Regions from separate parts of the Callithrix jacchus genome. Here all the other regions are linked to region 1. Evidence: chromatin contacts called from public Hi-C data. All regions are on one chromosome and are shown on one strand. Each heading gives the region's core, a stretch centred on a gene start, on an enhancer-like site or on the middle of the called end of the contact. The rest is flanking DNA. Distances are from core to core; before and after follow the strand shown. Region 1 holds the start of AVL9 (AVL9 cell migration associated). Region 2 holds the start of LOC144578307. Region 3 holds the start of KBTBD2 (kelch repeat and BTB domain containing 2).

Region 1 (3,305 bases), core at 553-3,052:
TGAGGCAGGAGAATTGCCTGAACCCAGGAGGCGGAGGTTGCGGTGAGCCGAGATCGCCTCATTGCACTCCCGCCTGGGTAACAAGAGCGAAACTCCGTCTAAAAAAAAAAAAAAAAAATATATATATATATATATATATATATACATACATACACACATATATATATATTCTGCATATAGGGAGCAGTATAGTTTAACAGTCTTCTGAGCCAATGCCAAAAATATTGTAATATAGAAATGTATAGCAACATCTTGAAAAATGTCTACAGTATTAACATTAAAACAGTTCCACTGAATCATAGAAACTAACTTTGATTTAGGAAGCCTACTGTTTTTCTCAGCTATGCTTAGATTAGAGCGGAGCTCCTTAGTTTTCAAGACTAGAAGTGTAAAATATCAAATGTTAAGGTTGTTTAAAGTAAGGAATGTGCAGCTAGTAATTGTAACTAACTGCCAGTTACTGCAGTAATCTTAAATTCTATTTGAAGCAGACAACTATCCTGTAGGTTATTCGAAAATTGCCCTAGATGGGGCCAGGCGCGGTGGCTCACGCCTGTAATCCCAGCACTTTGGGAGGCCAAGGCGAGTGGATCACGAGGTCAAGAGATCGAGACCATCCTGGTCAACATAGTGAAACCCCGTCTCTATTAAAAATACAAAAAATTAGCTGGGCACGGTGGCGCGTGCCTGTAATCCCAGCTACTCAGGAGGCTGAGGCAGGAGAATTGCCTGAACCCAGGAGGCGGAGGTTGCGGTGAGCCGAGATCGCGCCATTGCATGCCAGCCTGGGTAAACAAGAGCAAAACTGCGTCTCAAAAGAAAAGAAAAAGAAAGAAAAAGAAAATTGCCCTAGATAAGACTTGTTAAATCTGCTAGTATTTGCATTATTTACTTTAAGTTGACATGATGCACGACTTTTAAAAAAACAATTGTAGTACAATCAGTAAAGGAATTATAAAACCCTGGTGACAACAGGGCCCGTACATTTTGTACAGACCAGAGTACTAAATCCAAAAGCGATGAATGAAAACAACATTCTTTTAAAATCGCAGGACTAGAATAATCACTTTACAGGCATCCAAGTAAACGTCCTTTATTGTCAAGGATATTTCAGGTTTTAAATGCGTCTCAGATTCCTACACATAATATTTAAATGAGGGGAAAAGAACTCTAGAACGAACAAGAATTCTAAGGGAAGCAAGTAATTTAAAGGCTGAATACACAGACACGCCGGCTCACCAGGAGGCCTACATGTTAGCATGTATTTCAGAGTAAGAATGGAGATCCCCCAGGCCACGAAGACGAAGGCAAGAAGTCACAGAACCGGGCACTCGGAGAGTGAACCAAGAAGATGTGAAAACCGAAGGAAAGCAGAAAGGAAGAGGGAAGGGGGAAAACTTCAAGGAGGAAAAAGAGAGGGTCAGAAGGAAGTGCTTCGAGGCTGAACCCAGGGAGGAAAAAGCAGGTGTGCCAGGCGGCACCTTCACGTCCCGCGGACACCAGAGTCTCTGCAGCCCAGCTGCCCGGGTCCTGTAAGCCCCAGCCCGCCCCTCCGGGTCAGGCCCCACCCGGCCCTGCCCCGCCCCGTCCCCGTCCAGTCCCTGTCCCATCCCCGTCCGGTCGATCGCTCCTCTACTAGCCCCACCCCGCTGTCCCAGGCACCACTTCGGCCCCTCAGACCCCGCCCCGTCAAATCCCTCCAGGCCCCGCCCCGTCAAATCCCTCCAGGCCCCGCCCCGCCCCGCCCCGCCCCCTGCGGCCGCCGCGTCACGTGACAATCCGGAAGCTGCGAAAGCGGATGTGGGAAGGGCGGCCGCAGCCCAGGGGGCGGTGGGAGCTGCTCAGCTTCCTCCCGGCTCCCTGCGCAGCCCTCATGTGCTACCTTCGCTGACACCCGGAGTCCGCGGCTCTCCGCACACGGTGGGGTCGTCCCACCCGCTGCCCTTGGCGGTCGAAGTCATCGTGCGGAACCGCTGCAGCCGCCCATGGAGAAGACCGGGCGAGGCGGGGATGGCGCCCCCCGGGGGCCCGTGCTGCACATCGTGGTGGTCGGCTTTCACCACAAGAAGGGCTGCCAGGTGAGGAAGGGCCCCCCACCCCTCTCGGCGCCCCCTGCCCTGCTTCCGTGTGCTCAGCTCGCGTGGTGCAGTGCTCCCCACCGGAGGCGACCCTTCGCCTCGCTCCTCCCACCTGCTCCACCTGACGCCCGGCCCCCGCAGCCCCTGAAAAACGCGTGTGAGCAGCGAAGGAGCGAGTTGCTACGTGTAGGGTGTAGGTTTCTAACTTCTGCCTTGGTGTAGGAGGAAGGAGTGCAAGACGGGCCCACACCCTTCCCGGTCCGTCGTCTCCGCTGGCTTTCTGGGGGTCCGTGTAGCGTGTATATTCCCACATATTCTGTATGGGAGTCTAGAAAGAGTCCGTGCTTGGGCTCTGCTTTCAAGGCGTTAGGCTCAGGGGGCTCGCGCACTAATGCCTCAGGTAGCTTGAAGCACATGCAGGCTCCGTGCGGAGATCGGCTTCCTTTGTTTATCTGATGGAAGCCCTGGGATCTGTGCCGGTAGCCACGGCTGTGGACTGACCTTCCCTCCACCTTCCCGTTGGGCCTCAGTTTTGCGATTTCATCTTCTCCAGATGAATTGCAGTCGCCTTTTGGTGAGAGATTGATCTCTCCAGATCAATTGCAGTAAGAGAAGGCGTATTACCGACCAAACCGTTCAAATATAAAGACGTTTTTCAGCAGCCTCACTGAATCTTTAATCCAGCATCTGAAATGGAATATTTGCAATTTATGTATTGAAGGCAATAGAATAAAATAGAAACAGGATTATTTAATGAGCAAGCAAACACTGGAAGGGAATGATGTCATAATGTGCCAGTGAACAGTTAATTGAAATGCTTTTTTTAGTAAAAAAAAAAAAAAGTTACCAGCACTAGCTAATGAAGCATTTAATTTCTTGTATTCCACAGGAAACGTAATATTTTAGAAGACTTATTCGCAAAAATTAAGTTCTCCAGGGAATAACAGAAAACTGATGGGAGTGAAAAAATTGTGTTTGTGTTTTAAGTTTCGTAATTTTCGAAATATATCCTCACACCTGTAACGCCATCACTTTTAGAGACTGACGCGAAAGGATCAGTTGAGCCTAGGAGTTCCAGACCAGCCTGGGTAACAAAGGGAAACCCTGTCTCCACAAAAAAATTAGCTGCATGTGATAGCGCGCTTGTAGTCCCAGCCACTCGGAAGGCTAAGGTGGGAACCTTGCTTGAGCCCAGAAGGCTGTGGCTGCAGTGACCTTTGATCCCAC
Region 2 (3,305 bases), core at 488-2,987, 230 kb after region 1:
GGGGTGGAATGCGGGGGCAGCGGGCTCAGCTGAACTTGCCTGTTGGGTCCACAAACGCCAAGCGAACGCCAGCAACTCTTGGCTCCCCCGAAAAAGCCGACGCCCACAACAAAGCGGGGGTGAGAAGAGCAGCCGCCGCCGCCTCCACGGGCCGAGCCCCGCCCACCTGCGCCACCGCCTCCCCGGACCGAGCCCCGCCCACCTACATCACCCCCACCCCCCGGGGCCTGGCCCCGCCCACCTGCGCCACCGCCTCCACGGGCCGAGCCCCGCCCACTGCGCCACCGCCTCCCGGGGCCGAGCCCCGCCCACTGCGCCACCGCCTCCCCGGGCCGAGCCCCGCCCACCTGCGCCACCGCCCCCGGGCCGAGCCCCGCCCACCTACATCACCCTCACCCCCCCCGGGGCCTGGCCCCGCCCACTGCGCCACCGCCTCCCCGGGCCGAGCCCCGCCCACTGCGCCACCGCCTCCCGGGGCCGAGCCCCGCCCACCTACACCACCCTCCCCGCGGGGCCTGGCCCCGCCCACCTGCGCCACCGACTCCAGGGCGCCTTCCAGGGTGGGCGGTTCCCTACCTCGCTCCCCACCCAGTGAGGACTTGAAGTCCCATCGCAGGCACCAGGCTCCTCACGGGTCCGCCCCCTGCTGCTCCCGGGGTTGGAGGGCCCGGCCCAGCGCGCACCACGGCGCCCCGCGGACGGCGGCTCAGAGGCTCCAGACGCCCGAGGACTCCAGGTGCTTGAGCCGCCGCCGCTTCTGCTCCCGGCGCTGCTGCAGCTCCCGATCCGGCGTCTCCGCGGCGCGGCTCTGGTGGCGGCCAAGAGGGCGCTTTCTCTGCGCGACTCCCCCGAAGGGTGCCGAAGTCCCGGCCTCCGGTCGCCCGATCCCCGCCTCCCCGCGGCCGGCCCCGAATCGGTGCACGGAGCTTGAGCCCAGCCGCCAGCCCCCGTGCTGCCCTGGGCCCGGAGCGCCCCTGGCGGCTGGAGCCGAGGCAAGGCGGGGCCCTGGGTGGGAGCCTCCCGGTTCCCGCCCGGCCACACCCAGCTCCCCGGCCGGGACTGCCCCCTTGAGGTTCCCGCCAGGGACAAGGAGTCCTGTGCGAGTCCTGTTTCTATGTCCCCAGTGACCAGACACACAGGAGCTGCTCAAATAGCAGAATTCATCCAATTCTGGAAGAGAGTAATACTCAGCATATAAATTCTCCACCTTTTCAGATCCTGTGATCCATACTTAAAACATGGTCACTGTATGTTGTATTCAGCAAAGTATAGGTTCTGGAGATGAAAACAGAAGCTACCATACACAGCATTTGTTATACACCAATTAGCTAAACCCTTAATAAAAATGTTTTTAATCTTAAACTTAAGTGTTGTTACCACCCCTATGGTGATCTCCACATTCAATGCAATCCCTGGCAAAATCCCACTGACTTTTTTTTTTCTGCGGAAAGAGAAAAGCCAATCCTAAAACTCATGTGGAATCTACAGGGACCCCTTCCCTGGGCCTCTGGTTTTGCAGCAAGCAGGTGCAAATAGGTTAATGTGGCATATTACCTTTATTGATTTGTGTGTGTGAACCATCCTTGCATTCCAGGAATACATTCCATTTGGTCATAGTGTATTACCTTGTTAATAAGATGTTCAACTTGTTTTCCTACCATTTTGTTGAGAATCTTTGCATTAGGACTAGGCGCGGTGGCTCACACTTGTAAAACCAGCTGTGGGTAACCCCCGACATAGGCACCTAGAAAGGAGACCTAAGCAGAACCCTGGCACAGTTAGGGCTTGAAGCATATCTCAGTTTATAGTGTTATTACTCAGCTATTTCCTTTTATGTAATACTTTATATAATCATATATTAGTTTTCAGAATTAGGGCTTGAAGAATCCCTTTATATAATCCTCTCTATATAATCATATAATAGTTGATAGTAGGCCGGGCGCGGTGGCTTAAGCCTGTAATCCCAGCACTTTGGGAGGCTGAGGCGGGTGGATCACGAGGTCAAGAGATCGAGACCATCATGGTCAACATGGTGAAACCCCGTCTCTACTAAAATACAAAAAATTAGCTGGGCACGGTGGCACGTGCCTGTAATCCCAGCTACTCGGGAGGCTGAGGCAGGAGAATCGCTTGAACCCAGAAGGCAGAGGTTGCGGTGAGCTGAGATGGCGCCATTGCACTCCAGCCTGGGTAACAAGAGTGAAAGTCAGTCTTAAAAAAAAAAAAAAAAAAAAAGTAAATAGGAAAAAGTAAAATACAAAACCAAAAAAGCAGAACAAAGAGAAAGTTCAAAAATGGCCACTACCTTCTGTCTGTGTCGGAAACACTGTGAATTAGGGCACACCTCCATAAGAGAAATCACAGGGAGCCACATCAACCCACCTGTAATTATGTCCTTTGACTTGTTTATTTCTTTTTCTTTTGTATTTATTCCTCTCCCCAACTAAGTCACAGCACTCAGGAGAGAGACCACTGGCTAGGAGAGGGGAACAGGTGTTATTCCTCTGGTCATCTTGGACATCAGATTATTTTTTTTCAGCCTACAAAACTATAAGGCAGAATTTTGGCAGCTCCTCAGAAGGTTACCAGTAGAGTTTCATATGACCCAGAAATTCCACCCCTAGATACTGTCAGTTCTTTCTTTTTTTCTGAGACGGACTCTAGCACTGTTGCTCAGCCTGGAGTGCAGCGGTGGGATCTCAGTTCACTGTAACCTCGCCTCTCAGGTTTTAGCAATTCTCCCGCCTCAGCCTCCCAGGTAGCTGGGACTACAGGTGTGTGCCACCACACCTGCCTAATTTTTGTATTTTTTTTTTTTTTTTTTTTTTTTTTTAGAGAGACGGAGTTTTCGCTCTTGTTACCCAGGCTGGAGTGCAATGGTGCGATCTCGGCTCACCGCAACCTCCGCCTCCTGGGTTCAGGCAATTCTCCTGCCTCAGCCTCCCGAGTAGCTGGGATTATAGGCACGCACCACCATGCCCAGCTAATTTTTTGTATCTTTAGTAGAGACGGGGTTTCACCATTTTGACCAGGATGGTCTTGATCTCATGACCTCGTGATCCACCCGCCTCAGCCTCCCAAAGTGCTGGGATTACAGGCTTGAGCCACCGTGCCCGGCCAATTTTTGTATTTTTAATAGAGAGAGGGTTTCACCATGTTGACCAGGCTGGTCTTGAACTTCTGATCTCGAGTAATCCACCTACCTCAGCTTCCCAAAGTGCTGGGATTAAAGGTGTGAGTCACCGCGCCTGGCTCCAAACTGTCGGTTCTCATTGTATGAGTAATTATGTTATGAAGCAAATACT
Region 3 (3,305 bases), core at 345-2,844, 150 kb after region 1:
ATCCCAGGTACTTGGGAGGCTGAGGCACGAGAATCACCTGAACCTGGGAAGCAGAGGTTGCAGTGAGCCAAGATAGCACTACTGTACTCCAGCCTGGGCAAGAGATTAAGACCCTGTCTTAAAAAAAAATTGTGTAGGCATAGCAAAGGCTACTGGTATTTGGGCCTTAGATTCTGCAATCATCATGGAATGCGGTAGGGAATGTGAAGTTTCTGTATCTTCATGCAAGTAAGTTAGCCTTGAAAGGTCAAATGAAATCTGTCCTATCTATAGCTGCCATTAAAGAACAGCATAACCAAACTTACTGCTGACTGCTACTTATGGCTGCTCGTATTTGTAATAGAAATATGCTGGTCCACATTTAATTCAGTTTATTCTCCCTCTCTCCAATATTAAGTCAAAAATAACCTAAAAGCAAAGAACAAATAAAGCAATTTCTATGCCTTGGCTTCTATTCTGCTCAGGAAAGGTACAACAAAGATGCAAAAGATCATAGAAATGTAAAGTTAAGCTTTACACATTTGTTATTAGCAATGAGGAGCTAAATTAACTTCTACTATGTTCAGAGGAAGAGAGAACACCAACAATGTTACTAGTTACTAAGTATTTAAACCTGGCAAGAAGTCTAGTTGGTAAAAAGAACTATCTCAAATGGTAATAGTAACAAAGAGAAAAATACATTTTCCAAAGAAAAGTATTAGCAGGTTTAACAGCACCAATTTTTACCCTCTAAAAACTACTATTTGACCCTATGATAACTTGTCAGTTTAAAAACAGAGATGACTATTTTCTAAAGGTAGCATTTTAGAATCTCAAAGTGTAAATTATCCCATTTATTTTTGTTTAGAAATATTCTAAATCTTTCTGCCTTCCCAACATTAAAACTTCACCTTAGTTAATTGCAACACATTTCTTGTATTTAAACCTTTATAAAATTTCTTTCATATGTCCCTTACACATGCAAGAATGAGATTTGGCAAGAACTACATCATCTGAATAGAAAACTTAAGCACAACATTGAGATGTGGCTTTTTTTAAAAATTAAATAATATTTCAAAGAATTTCTGTTTAAAACATTAAAAGTACTTACCTGAAATAAGAGCTACAGGTTGCAAGAACCATCTTATGACAAGGGAATTCGGTGCCCTCAACGATCAACACGATGTCAGTGAACAACTGCTGCTCATAAAACAGTTTCAACTGTTCCAGCAAGGACACAGCATATTCAGTATTAATCTGCCTCTCGTCTTGAGTGGACATGACTGTATTCCATTAATATCTCCCAGGCCAGATTAGAAAAGTCCGTCTTACTGATGGAAGGTCAAGTGAACACTTCAGAAATAAAGGAGAAACTACTTGCTGTTATCTGCAGCATTCAGCACTAAGACTGACACATTCACTAGTGAGGAGTATCTTGTTATAGACTTAGAATCACTCCTAGGTCATCCTGTGTTCATAGGTTCTTCAGAGTGTTTCAACACAGTCTGCAGACATTGTGCTCAATCTGCAATTGCACAGCTCATGAGTCAAAGAGAAAAATACACGAGGTAGACTTTGTGGCAACATCCTATGTTCAGTGGATCCTGCAGAGTAACTAAAAAGAAAAAAAGTTCAGTTGTAATATCTAGGCCAGCACAGTTTTAGAATACAATCTTTAAAATGGCAGCCTTAAATAGAAATCATATTTTTTGAAGTTCAACTTTAGACATCATAAAAGTGAAACATGACAAAAATGAAGATTCTTAAGTCTACTACATTTAAAACTGAAAAACAGAAGAAAATTACCAGTTGTAATTTCAAGTTAACTTTCGCCTTCTATACAAAATATACATGTTGTAGAAAATAACAAACACGTGAATAAGTATTCTTTCAAAATAAATTACCAAAGCCAGCTCTCCTAGTTATTTGTTTGGTAACAATAAATGATCATAATATGTAAGAAAAAAAAAAAAACCCTGCTCTCTTACACAGCGGTTCTCATTCTCTGGATATATTTTTAAATATTTTCACAAAGTCTTCATATTTAATTGAAATTACTTAAACTATATGGCAAATACATTCAAATTGTTTATTTTCAAAGTATAAGCTATATATTTTCAAATTTGCCATTAAATTCTATAAGAGAAGTGTATGCAATTTACCTCTTTGTAGAGTGGTTCTTTCCTAGGAATCTTTATGAATAAGAGCATATAATTTTACTTAAAAAAAAAAGTGTTCCTACCCAGAAAACTCCATATTACACAAATATGAATGTTCTCCAAATTAATATGTAAGTTTAGCACAAATCCAATCTAAATCCTATTTCCAAGGGATTTATCTGGAAGAATGCACAAAAGTTGCCAAGGTATTTGAGGAGAAAAGGGGCAAGTTTTTCAAGATTTTTATGAAAATATAAAGTGTATTATAAAACTCCCATTAACCGAACGAGGCATTTATCTTCATCGTATCTAAGAAATTAGATAGGATGAAAGTAAATATGGCATTTCAAATTAGGAAGAACGGCTTATTTCAAACAAATAATGTTGGATGTGGCCAACTGCTAAAGGGGGAATAAAAACAAAACTCAGGCTTTAGTCATGCTGCCTATCATTTACCCAAAAAAATAAAATTCCAGCTGAGCAAAAATTTACTTGGAACTCAGTATTTACAACATATGGCAAAGGAATTACAAATCCGGAAAAGAGGAAAATCCCAAATAGAATGCTACCAATATGCTAAATATAAAAACTACCACTTCTTTTTTCACCAACTCTCTTATTAGGATGACCCTTAGTTACCATAATGAGAAATGACTCCATCATTAGAATCACTAATACTTTTTGTCACAAAATACCATTATGTCAAAGACGGTATCACAGCTACTTCCTGCCAAACTATACTATTACAGTAACTGCTGATGATATACAGTCATGTTTACAGCCAAGTTAACTGTCGAAGTAACTAAAACAGGTGCAAAGACAAAGGGAGACATTTTTCATTTAAGGTAATAACTTTGCTCTTCCAGAACTGAAGGTTATACTATAAATCTGAGTTCTACTACCCAACCTCTAAGGCAAATAATGCTTACAATCACTGGCTATTTCCACACATAAATAATGCAGCAAGGCACAGTGTTGCTGAGGGTATGGAAAAACAAGCATTCTTACACAGAGGAGTAAGTTGATACATATCCACAATCCCTTATTCAAAACTCTTGAGACAAGCAACATTCCAAAATTTAGAATTTCCCAGATTTTACAGAGGTATTGTGACACATGCATCCTACATTATAAAACCCTCTCAAGAAGTCTCAGGCAGCAACAGAT

The links. Hi-C and Micro-C count contacts between places; a contact is called where the count stands out from the background.
Region 2: a contact with region 1 is called in a Hi-C map of skeletal muscle, with 6 times the contacts expected there. The contact joins the promoter of LOC144578307 here to the promoter of AVL9 in region 1.
Region 3: a Hi-C map of skeletal muscle shows a contact between it and region 1, with 4 times the contacts expected there. The contact joins the promoter of KBTBD2 here to the promoter of AVL9 in region 1. A contact is called at or near these places in 2 of 3 Hi-C or Micro-C datasets (both in skeletal muscle).

Annotation. Positions count from the first base shown.
Region 1 is chr11:1,621,693-1,624,997 of calJac240_pri, forward strand. AVL9 (AVL9 cell migration associated) reads left to right here and starts at 1,803. Exons shown (of 15, transcript XM_035253122.3): 1 at 1,803-2,078. The coding sequence starts at 1,986.
Region 2 is chr11:1,849,775-1,853,079 of calJac240_pri, forward strand. It overlaps LOC144578307, which reads right to left and starts at 1,738. Exons shown (of 5, transcript XM_078342141.1): 1 at 1,705-1,738; 2 at 577-1,066. The coding sequence starts at 1,738.
Region 3 is chr11:1,771,326-1,774,630 of calJac240_pri, forward strand. It overlaps KBTBD2 (kelch repeat and BTB domain containing 2), which reads right to left and starts at 1,595. Exons shown (of 3, transcript XM_035253123.3): 1 at 1,091-1,595. The coding sequence starts at 1,260. LOC144578307 reads right to left here. Exons shown (of 5, transcript XM_078342141.1): 5 at 1,099-1,594. The coding sequence ends at 1,527.